Linked DNA regions of Mus musculus: regions 1 and 2 are each linked to region 3. A link is a contact called in public promoter capture Hi-C data. All regions are on one chromosome and are shown on one strand. The core of a region is the stretch at or near the end of the contact, and the rest is flanking DNA. Distances in the headings are between cores, read along the strand shown.

What was found. Promoter capture Hi-C pulls out the DNA fragments that hold promoters and counts their contacts.
Region 1: a promoter capture Hi-C map of pre-B cells shows a contact between it and region 3, with 5 times the contacts expected there. The contact joins the promoter of Clec2m here to the promoter of Rhno1 in region 3. A contact is called at or near these places in 1 of 39 promoter capture datasets (pre-B cells) and 1 of 115 datasets of contacts at active chromatin or transcription factors (bone marrow-derived macrophages).
Region 2: a promoter capture Hi-C map of pre-B cells shows a contact between it and region 3, with 4 times the contacts expected there. The contact joins the promoter of Cd69 here to the promoter of Rhno1 in region 3. A contact is called at or near these places in 1 of 39 promoter capture datasets (pre-B cells) and 1 of 115 datasets of contacts at active chromatin or transcription factors (memory CD8 T cells).

What each region holds. Positions count from the first base shown.
Region 1 is chr6:129,330,066-129,334,069 of GRCm38.p6, reverse strand. It overlaps Clec2m (C-type lectin domain family 2, member m), which reads left to right and starts at 2,289. Exons shown (of 5, transcript NM_199034.4): 1 at 2,289-2,575; 2 at 3,036-3,122. The coding sequence starts at 2,506.
Region 2 is chr6:129,273,062-129,276,874 of GRCm38.p6, reverse strand. Cd69 (CD69 antigen) reads left to right here and starts at 1,506. Exons shown (of 5, transcript NM_001033122.4): 1 at 1,506-1,653. The coding sequence starts at 1,590.
Region 3 is chr6:128,361,058-128,365,166 of GRCm38.p6, reverse strand. It overlaps Rhno1 (RAD9-HUS1-RAD1 interacting nuclear orphan 1), which reads left to right and starts at 2,256. Exons shown (of 3, transcript NM_001326585.1): 1 at 2,256-2,328. It overlaps Foxm1 (forkhead box M1), which reads right to left and starts at 2,173. Exons shown (of 8, transcript NM_008021.4): 1 at 2,050-2,173.

The DNA of each region.
Region 1 (4,004 bases), core at 1,040-3,539, 970 kb before region 3:
GTAGTCCAAGGACACCACCAGCTCCTTCCTCTGCCTCTGATGTATTCCACTGCCTCCCACGAGTGCCACCATGTGGACCTGAGGCGTCAACACAGGCGTTTGAGGTCTAAACCACAGTGTTGAAGGAAGTAACAACCCCAGTAGCCATGTTTCTGCCAAGTACGATTGCTATTAAAAGAAACCTCAGAGCAAAGGAAAAGCACGTGCATCCTTTATACAACAGAACACTCGGTCCAGCTGTAATCGTCTCTGCCCCACGCCAACGCCCCCGAAGCCCCTAGAGATGTGATGGGGAAAAATGCACCAACTGTGAAATTGCCTCTGATGCCAGGACAGTAAAGGGGACGTTGCCAGGCAACAGACTTTACTCCAGACCAAGTTCCAATATTGCCACAAGCCATTGCAGACCCTGTTCAAGCATTATATAACATCATGTACTTTTAATTAATTCACCTCCAAGGAACTGGAATCTAAATATCACACACTCTTAACTATCAAAAACAAGCTGTCTCTAATTGGTGTGTAAAACATTGAAATATTCATTCTGAAATAATTCATTTCAAAATCTGACTGTAGGAAAACACGAGCCAGATGAAAGGAGTATGGCACAAAAGATGAGTGACATAAAGACTTAAAATAATATGTTTAGAGTAATCATGGAACATTTCCTTATTAGATAAAAGAGCAAAACCGTTTAGAAGACATCATTTTACTTTTGAAAGTTATTTATAAGGTTAATATATATTTTTAATTCTCTCCTATTTTCACTTTTCCAACAGAAAATGACAGTTGTGAGATTGCGGTGAAGGAAGACTCACTAGCAGTAACTCTCAGTCGTGCTCACAAAGGACTTGGCATTACAAGCCCTGGATAGGCCAGCCACAGCATGAAGGACCCTGAGCTGTCAGGTTCTTGAGTTCCCTTGACTCAAGATGCCCTTCCATTAGGACACTGTCCCACCTCAGACCTTTGTCATTCCTGAGCCCTCATGACTCCCGATGCCCTTTCACTGGGACACCTTCTCCCTTTAGAGCTTTATTGGTTCCTGGGCTTCTGAGTCCCAGGATACCCTCCCATCCGAGTAGAAACGCTTACCCCCAAAGACCTGCACCTCCCTAGTATTGACATTATGAAAGCATCATGATACCACACCTAGCTTTATTTACTTGGGTTCTGAGGATCAAACTCTGGCCCTCATGTTTCAGAGGTGAGCATTTCACCAAAGGCATGTACCTGCACTGTGCAGGGGCCCTTCTGCTTACCCTTGTGCTTCTGAGGGTTTTCCAGCAACCATCTCTGTGTGGTAAAGGGGCTAAAGAAAGACCCTGATCCTGACCAGACCCCAAGACCAAGGCAAAAAACACAGAATCCCACCAATTCTCAGCTTGCCACAGAAACTCACCAATTGGTGATAATAAAAAAAAAAAATCAATCCCTGCTCCCTCCACCCCACTCCCCAATCTCAGGACTTGAAATCCCACCAAAATCTTGACCTTGGAAAAAACTCTGCTCCACAAGAAACACTGCATAAACCCTGCCTTTGGCTCAGTTCCCTGCTGGAAACAGAGCAGAAGCAGCCACTCTGATGGGTTTCTCCCTTTCTCCCCTGAGTAGCTTTTGGTGAGAAGGTTTTATCACAGCAACAGAAAAGCAAACTTAGACAGTTAACAATCTTCTTATATCAGATTTTACAGATGTGTGGCACCACATATAAAATATGGGCATGCTGATGTTTCTTATGTTTGAATTACAATGGAATTTAAATATTCCTTAATCCGATCTTTCAATTCCCCAATACAAGATGAAGAATGGTTTCAGTGTTTGGGGGAAATTAAAGATAACAAAAAAGTATAATTCCTTCTTCAATTACGGGAATCTGTAGGCATGATTCCAGCTTCTGTAGGAATACATCATTCTGAGCTTCTGCAAAGAGGATAGTACCTGTGTAGGAAACAAACCTTAATTTACCATGAGTTTACTTTGCCAAGTTTCACAATACAATTCACCGGACCGTTGGAAGTAAAGAGAAAGCGATTAAAAGCAAAGTAAAACTGGATGTGGGGCTCAAAGATCAAGAAAGGATAAGTGTGATTTACAGTTAGTTCAAACAACTCTAAAGTTACACGGGCTTTATCAGATAGTTTACACGGGAGACACTATACAAAGACCAGGGAAGGGGAAGTCTTGACTGGATAGCTGAAGGGAGAGGATGCTAATCAGGCTTCCCCATGGCGACCAGCAGCCAATCAGGGCAGCTAGCGAGACACCCGTTGGAGCGTGCTACCGTTAGAGGACAGGGCCAGTGAGATGTCTTGTGGCCCATCATGCAGAACCATCACGCTGGAGTGGTGCTATCTCTCCCATCTATCAATCTTGCTCTAGTCTTGATTCCAAAGAAACTCAGCCCTCCGAGTCTAGAGCTTTGAAGACAACGGATACAACTATCAGTTCTCCTTTCCGCTTAAGAATTTTCTCAATCTCTGTAGTCACTGGAGCACCATTTCTATGCAGACCGACACTTCACCCAGACTACCTCAGACAAGCCATGAACGCAGGCATCACAGGTTAATGTTCGGTAAGGAGATGACTGGGTTTCATTGAAAGCTAAGACTGGTAGCCTCTGCCTGTGAGGCAGAGGTGAACTTTAAGAAAAAGTGGCCATCATCAACAAAGGCTCAAGACTAAAAGTGAAGATGATACACTCCCGCTCCACCCTCCTCACAACAGAAGACATTTTATTAAAACCAAACCAAACCAAACCCACCCACCCGCGCCCCCCCCCCAAAGCCACAAAAGGTGGGGGACTGTGTTTTTGTTCTTCAAGCTTTGCTGGAGAGTGTTTTGCCCAGCTCTTGGAAGTGACAAAGTACTGTACAGACAAAAGCCAAAGTCACACCTGAGTGCCTTTTCCCTTTTCCTAATAGATCAATGGCTGAGTTGTGTATAGGATACAGAGATTATGGCTTTTTTAATGGAGGTTTTGTTTGCTTGTTATTTTTCTCTGGTAGTGACCTGTCTGCTTGCTTTATGTACAGATGCGAAGAAAGTGCTGACCCTTTGGACCCTGCTAGGAGGTGCTGTTGCTGTTCTTCTTTGGGGGTTTTTCAGTTTTCCTAGAAAATGTAAGTGATCAATTTCTACTAAAAACACTTGATAGTGGTATTGGCTATTCAGCCTGACCCCTCCACCTGCTTTACCTCCTAGATTAGTCTATTGATAAATATGTATTACATTTAAACAGAGTACCAGCTGGGATATTTTCCTGAAAAAAAAAATAGATTAGATTTGTTTCTAGAGGACTTGCTATGCATAAATTCATTCTATTTGAAGCAGGAGGAAGGAGGGTTCTGAGTCAGGGTGATCAAATAAAGCTTTATGAAGAGCTGGGTGTATGTGGTCAACGGTAAGATCTTGTAAGGCACCATATTTGTGTCAAAATTGTGTCAGCTATAGTGGTGGTGGGGAGGGGCAAGCAAAGTGGGGTATGCTAAGCTGCATTTGTTAACTCAGGGCCACAGGTGCATGGAACCCTGATTCCAGCTTTACTCTAATAGAAGCAATGGGTGGGAGACGAGCCCACCCACCGTTACCACCACACGGACTCTCCAGACAGTGAAGTGTTCAGGTTCTACTGAAGATCCTATATCCTCTTACTCTGTCATCAGGCTCTCCTCTCTCATAGGCCATTGCTGTTCACACTCCACTGCAGCATCTTCATCAGCAGCACAGTAGATCATAACTTAGTTCATTAGCCCCTACTCTTCCTTTGCATAGTGTTTATGGTTACTGCTTAATTCAGAAACCTTGAAATGTGTTCTTTGCTTATCTTCTCTCTCCCCTCCCTGCCAGTCTGCCTTCCTCCTCTCCATCCATCCTTCCTTTTCTTTCTGGGCTGTCATGTAGTCTAAGCATATGGCCTGCCATTAGATTACATCTCCAGCTCAAAGTACTTGGTTTTTATTGGGTTTGGTTTAGTTTTCCATGAGGACAATTGGTGTTTGGAG
Region 2 (3,813 bases), core at 257-2,756, 910 kb before region 3:
CACTTGATACTGAATTAATTACCTTATTTATTATGGGAAAACCTGGCACATAGGCATATGGAAAAAGAACCGCTAAGACACAACCGAAAGACCTAAAGGCCCTGCAGTGGCAGGCTCCTGGGCACTCCTATGGAATAAGAAGAAGCTCTCTGTTGTAGAGGGAAAGTAATAGAGGAAGTGCCCAGAGGCCAATGTAGAGGTTCTTCTTGGCTGTAAGGTCTTTGGATTTTAAGGAACCTTTATTAGGAAGCCTTTGGTGAGCTGAATGTTCTCAACAAGATGATATGACATACTTAATCTCATCCCAGCTGCTGTGCAGGAAAGATACTGAGAACAAAAAGGCACATTAGGACCAGCATGTACCTGTCTGTGTCTCAAGCAGACAAATCCACCTGCTGGCTCACCTCAGTTGTCTGTGCCGGTACCTTCCAAGCAACCTAAGCATTATATCTTCACAAAGGCAAACCAGACAACTTTACTCCAGGTCCTTTGACAATCTCTCCATTCTCTGCTCTATTCCATATGTCAAATGTAGAGATCATTCCAGAATGTAAGAAATCATGCTTGTAATTTTTTAAGATCCTCACACTTGACTTACCAAAACAGACATTTTCTGCATTTATGTGGTGCTCAATAACTTATCTGAATGAGATGGATATCATGGGAAGATATGTGTATAGGGATCATCTTCCAAATATCCGAGGCCACAGACACCTGAAAAGGACATGGGGAAATAGAAGGAGATATTCTGCAGTGAGACAAAGTAAGTTTGACAGTGGAGGATGACAAGAAAATGAGCAAGGGATGATGAAATAGATAACTGAAGAGAAACAGTTTTAGATCACACCGAGGAAGTTTCAGACCACAAGCTTTCTGTTTCCTGCACTAAAGCAACTCCTGACACTTGAAAGAACTAGTCTCTGGGGAAAAAAGAAGTGAATGCCACACGTTTTAAATCCATAATTAACTAAATAAAACTTGTCCAATTGAGAGAGAGGGAGAGAGAGAGCCACAAAGATAGAGATTTTAAAATCCCTACTCAACAGTACATCTTCTGGCCACCAACAGCACCTGGTACATAATGGGTATTCAATAAATGCCTGTACCTGCCTACATATACAAAGAAACCAATGCAAAGGATTGCATGAAAAAGTTTTACTCTCTCTTCCAGTGCTTTTCCATGTCAAATACAGCAATCTCAAACTTTTAGCTCCTTGTTTAGATTATACCATTTCCTAAGTTATTTGTGTTTTTAAAAGTTTGTGGAAGGATGTCTTCGATTCTGGGAAAATCCCATTTATCTCTTCCTCTTGAAGCTACAGTTGTGAGAAAGCACATTTCAGACAGCAGGGAAAACCCGCAGCTCACCACAACAACACACGGTGAAGTGTCTAGGCCGCTGGAGCATAAATTAAAGAGAACTGGCTGAGTTGAGTGAGTACAGGGTAGGAGGAAGGGGTGGAGCCTAATCGAGTATAAAGGCTGAAATCCTCCGAGATCAAGACACTGAACAAGACAGCTCCAGCTACATCTCTCCGTGGACCACTTGAGAGTCGCCAGGGACCTTGAGGGGAAAAAAATTAAAAAGGATGGATTCTGAAAACTGTTCTATAACGGAAAATAGCTCTTCACATCTGGAGAGAGGGCAGAAGGGTAAGTCATGTGATTTCTTACATTCTGGAATGATCTCTACATTTGATGTGTGGAATAGAGCGGAGAATGGAGAGATTATCAGAGGACTTGGTTATGTTCTGTTTCAATCAGTAAAAGAGAAACTGGGCATAGGTAAATACCTCTCTAGCTATGAGAAGACAAGATACTTGTATGAGAGAGAGCTATATGACTTTCAGATGATCTTGAAAGGACTTTTCCTTTGAATAGATTTGTAACATCTCAACTCGTGGATTTAAATGATAAATGATAAATTGCCTGGCTTGACCTAGTTATTCTCTATAGTTTTCCCATAACCACCATCATCAGTAAGTTTTATCCTTTTCTTTATGAAGAACTCTGTTTTTCACACAAAGAGTTACGTTCTTGCTCTTTCCTTATCCATTTGCCTGCTTTCTGTGTGTATTCCCTCATTAGTGTTCTCCTCATGAATCCTCCAGTGGTTAGCAGCATTCGGGTCTCCAGGCTCAGAGAAAACAGCATTACACACACCTGAACATGTGCAGTGTCATATGGTGATGCATTAGAATGTAACCCTGTCATTAAAATGTCATCTTCTGCAGAGACCTATGGAATCTCCTCCTTACATTTTGTTCTGTCTCTCTCCTCCAATGAATCACTTCAAATTCTATGACTATATATTTTTCTTCCTTTTTACAAAAGCATGATCACCCTTCACATTTCTGTCTCTTCTGTCTGTTTCTATCTGAGTTGTAAGGAGCCCTCCAGCACTTAGCACTTGGGAATGAGAGTTATTTGAAAGCACGAGCGATCCAGTTAATAAAGGGATTTGCTATGACCAACACCGCCAAGATAGTTGGTGAGGAACGAATTATTTTCTGAGTTTCTCTGTCAAGTTGTCTTGTTGTGTAAAAAAATTAAAAATAAAAAATTTTTTAAAAGTCTCAGTTACCTTTAAAATCTCATCCCTTCTTTGAGAGCATGAAGTCAAAAACATAGATATAAAGTCTACAATATTCATTTTTAGATACCTAAGCAACCCATACCTATATGTCTCACTTAAATTTTTTTTAAAAAGCAGATAATAATGAAACTATAATAAATAGTGGAATGAAGGAAAGACCAAATGCAGAAATTCCTGACCTGGCCTGGGGTCAGCTCCATCTACCTTTGTATATTTAACTTATGTTCTCACGGCCATGACCTTAGCAACACAGCAGCAGTGGAATCAACAGGCTCCTCCTTGGGTGACTGAAAGTTGGTAAATAGGTGGATCTGTTTTCATGCTCTCCATTAATGCACAGGCCTCAGGAGTGTGCTGTTAGGGGGGGATGTTTTGTTGCCTAGGTGACAAGTTGAACTGTGGTTAGCCATGACCCTTGGAGATGGAAATAAACTGTCACGTGGGAGTTGGTCTACATAGTCTACCCACCAGGTGGGTCAATGGGCTGAATGAACTAGTTGAGGTCTAGGGTTGCTTTGGATGTGGGTATGTTTGCTGTGCAGTCAGAGATATTGATAAATTGAGTCCAAGCAATGTGACTATCATATGTTGAGAAACGAAACTAGACCAGTCTCTGAACCTATTACTCAAGCTACAAAGACTGCCTCTGAAGATAATTGTGTATGTGTGTGAAAAGGAAGGCAGGGGAAAACAGACCTAGGCAGGATTGATAAAGGCTTCTCTTAGAAAACTTGAAATCAGATTTTCACCAAGAAAAAGAAAATCCTACAAAATGTACAAGTTGGTGATACTAGCCATGTGATGTCTCCTCACCAAGCTTATCTGGAACAAAATGTTTTAAGAAAAAAAAATCCACAAATTCCAAGATAAAATCTACAGAAATAATCTTGTAACTATAAAAAGTCATCTACAATGGAAAGTTAAGTGTTTTTATAATGAGAAAAGATTTGACATAACTTTTCACCTTGTAGCCATAGGCTTCAAGCTCACACTCCTTTGACACTAGACTCCTAAGTGTTGGGATTACAACTGTGGAGAGTGATTTTCACTGTTAATTATAATCTTATTCAAGGAGCCATTTTGTATTAAAGCTTCCATGAGCATTAAAAAATTCACACTGAAGAATTTGGGAACATACAAGGGCATTCTAGTGGGGGCATACTGTTTTGAATCATGAGGGTTCACCCTGTAAAAAACAAAATCCAAAATCTAAAGCC
Region 3 (4,109 bases), core at 1,007-3,506:
CTCAGAGACTGAAACCATCAGCTGCTAAGCCCGGCCACCTGAATTCAATCCCCAGGACCACAATAGTGGGAAGAGAGAATCAGCCCCCGACCGGTTCCCTCCAACTTCCACATATACACTGTGGCATGTGGGTCAATCCTGCCCCCAGTAAAAATGTAAAAACATCTTTAACATCTTTTTAAACGTTTGGCCAAAGGAATACATGAGTCATCTACAAGAATGTGGAAATGCCTGCCATTGTGTACTAGAAGGCAAGTCACTTGCAATGACTGGGGAGAGGGATGAGAGACGATGGGTCGGGTGGACAGGAGGCTATTAGGAGTCCTGACAATACTTTTGATTCTGCAGTCCTTTCTGTGACAACGCCTTGGCCAGTTTACATCTTTGCAGGTCACAGGGTCAGTGCATACAGAGGCAGAGGCAGGAGGCCCTATTGCCACAACACTGGTGAGATCAACCACTAGTCTGCAAGATCCCAGACAAAAGGGGGGGACTTCCGTACTGATGGCTCACAGCAATGTGTGTAGACTGTGCAGTCTCATTTATTCCAAAGTTTTCAGTACTGTGACTGAACTCAGGGCTACACATACAGTAGGCAAGGACTCTACTCTACTCCTGAGCTATACCCTATGGCCCTTTTCCATCAGTCTCAAATAATGCAGGGGACCTTAAACTTCTGATTCTCCTGCCTCCACCTGTTAGAATCACAGGTGCAGCTACAATACCAGGTTTATGTGGTGGTAGGGATTGAACCCGGGGCCTTGTGAATGCTTGTAAGTGTTCTACAATAAAAACCCCAATCCTTTTGAATTGGGAAAAAAAAAAAAAGATTTTCAAGAGCTTCCATTAACCACTGAGCCATCTCCCCAGCCCCATTACATTAATTTTTTTTTTAAAGTGTGTTTTTCTTCTTTCAAAATTTGCAAAGCATTTGCACAATGATATTTTGGTACCTGAAAGTAACTATATTTTAGTGGGATTTTTTTGTTTTTTGTTTTGTTTTGTTTTGTTTTTGAGACAGGGTTTCTCTGTGTAGCCCTGGTTGGTCTGCAACTCAGAAATCTGCCTGCCTCTGCCTCCCAAGTGCTGGGATTAAAGGCATGCGCCACCACTGCCTGGCAATATTTTAGTTTTGTGAGTATAATACTCTATATACCTTGATCTTCTGCTTCAAAAGTAAGATTGTAATACTGATCTCCTTCATACTAAGATGTGCCATCATTAATAAGCTTAAGGTGGCTTTTATATTTGAGACAGAATCGCCTGTAGTCCAGGCTGGCTTTGAACTGCTGAGCCTCTGGCCTCTAATTTTCTAGTTGCTGAGATTACAGTCACTCACCACTATGCCTGGCTATGCTAAAGTGGTTTTGAAACGCTAAGGAAGGAAGTCTTTAGAAAAAGCATTCCTATGGATTTTTTTATAGGTAGATAGAATAATTTATCATTAAGTTAAATCCTGTCACTTTTGCAATCCTGTGAGAAACAGAGAAAGCAGCTGTCGCTTTAGGACACCTGCCAAAGAAGGGATTACACTCTTTTGACGTTTGCCAGCTGCTTAAGAGTTCTCAGGTCCCTTCCACCCTGCAGCTCTCTTCATACTCCGTTCTCTCGACCTTCAAATCTCAGTTTTCGTTTTCCTTCCCATTGCACCCCACCCCAATCAGATGTTAGACACCCCCCCCCACCACCACAGGGGCTCTCTTTGACCAGCCTTTCCCTAACACTCCCAATATCTTCTAGCGGAAGGAGACTTGCAGAGCCACCCCACGACCCCATTATTCTCCACACTCAACAGGGAACCTTGCAACCAACACTCAGCCAGGATCCCGCCCTGCAGCGGTGGAGGCGGAGGCAGGGTTGACTGCAAATGCAGACTCCGAGGGCAGGCCTGTTCCCAGGGTCCGGGGATGCTCGGAGAACACGGCGGCGGCAAGGCCGAGGCCGGAGGCTCAGACCTTCTTCCCGGCGGTGCCCAACACCCCCTCGCGCCCCACAGCCCCGGCAGTGCCGACTCCGAGCCCTCCCTGGACCCGGCCGCACCCCACTCACCTCACAGGCCGCGTCTGCTCCACGCGGGGCCGAGCCGGGCCCGGGCGGCGGGTCCCGGCGGGACGGCCGGGGTGGGAGCCCGGGGCGGGGTGACGGGGGAGCCCGGGCCGGGGGTGGGTCCCGCAGCGCCGCTTTCAGTTGTTCCGCTGTTTGAAATTGGCGCCGGCGGAGCGTTGCGGTCACGTGACGGAGCGTCGCCAATCGGCACCGGCTTGTCTCCGGGTTCCGGCCCCGAACGCTCGGTGTCCTGAGGAGCGGCGGCCGCGGCCGGGAGGGCGGGTAAGGCGGCCCCGGCGGGGCTCGAGGGGCGGCGGGAGGGACGCGGGGACGCGCGGACGGCGGCCAGCAGCCTGCTCCGCCCCGCCCCGGACCGCCCTGCCTCAGTGGTCGACTTCCTTCCGGGACAGCGTACGCCACTTCCCCGGGCTGGCTACCCACTCGGTTACCCCTGGGTCCCCCGCCCCGCTCAGTCCACGCGGCTCCGTGGGGTCCGGCTTGGGTTTCTGGCCCTAGACTTGCGGTTACGTGGCTCCGCCCCGCTCCGGTCTGTGGCCGCCTCCTCCCGGGCCCCAGCCCCCGAGGTGTCCGGACGATCGTTTATTCCCTCGAAGTACTTTACGATAAGAGCGGAGGATACAGCGGCGGACCCGGGCGTCCTCCCCCTGGCCTCAGCGTCTGATGGCGAGGGAGCACAGAATGAGATGAACAGATCGGTAGAATTCTAGCTACAGAGGAACAAGTTAGAGGCCGGTGGGTTTTGTCTGACACAAGGTTGTGTAGAATTCTGGATCCTCGTGTTTCCGCCTTCGGAGTAGCCGGGGTCACTGGCTCGCCCTCCCGCAGCCTCCTGTGATAACTTTGTTTATTTTAATGAGATCTTGACTTAGGACAGTAAAGCCGTTCTTTCTTTCTTTCCTTTTTTTTTTTTTAAAGGAGCTGAGAACGCGGTGTAAGATCTGTTACCCATTACACAGAAGAGAGGGAAACCCTGAAGTAAATAGAGAAGGGAGAGCTGCTTTGACCGGGAGGAGGCCTGCTGAATACAAAGGCCTAAGATGTAGTGAGTGTGGTATGCTATGAGACAGGAGGCAGGGTCTTCGCCTTTCTGAATTTTGTTCTTATTTAATATTTGAAGGAACCCGGTTAGAAGTTGTAAGCAGCTAGGTATGTGGCACGTACCAATAATCCTGGTGTGAGACAAAAGGGCCTCACATTAGTCTAGTCTGGGCTACATAATAAGACTGTGTTTGAAGAGTGAGCAGAGTGTGGTGGTGCACACCTTTAATTCCAGCACCCAGGAGGCAGAGGCAGGCAGATCTCTGAATTCCAGGCCAGCCAGGTCTACATTGCCAGCCCCAGGCTAGCCAAGGCTACATAACAAGACTCTATCTCAAAGATTAATAAAAATAGGCAAAGGCTGAGCAGAAACGAGCCAAAACCTGACTTCGATTTTGTTTGGGTAAGAGATTATATAGCTAAAACTGAGATGGGATGTGGCCCTATTTCCTATTTCATGGATTGTGGATTGATTGACTAAAAGCAAACTGAGCCGGAGAATTCACCTGCTTCCTGTCTGCTAAGGTGATGTGCCCAGCTGCTGTCAAGTTCCCGCTGCTGAGACTCCTCAACACTGTACCCTGGATCTGTGAGCCAGAGCAGGCCCTTCTTTCCTTAACTTGCCTTCCCAGTGGGGCCAGCCTGTGATCCCATCATGTGGGAGGTGGAGACTACATAGTGCATTTGAAGCCAGGGGAGGCTATGCGAGACCCTGTCTCACAAAAGCCAAAATAATTCTATGAGGGCTGGTCTATAGCCAAGAGGTACAGTTACTGCCTAATGTGCTGAGGCCTGAGGTTCAGTCTGAAAGCCAAAAAGAATATATTCAAAACCATGCAAAGTCGGGATTGCTGGATGCTAAGTACATGCGACTTAATCCGTAACTCGGTTGACATCTCCTTATATGCTAGAGAATCTGGGCTGTTCTTTTTGTTGTTGTTGTGTTGTTGTTTGTCTTTTAACAAAACCTAGATGTGATTACAAACTTCTATTTGAAAACCTAG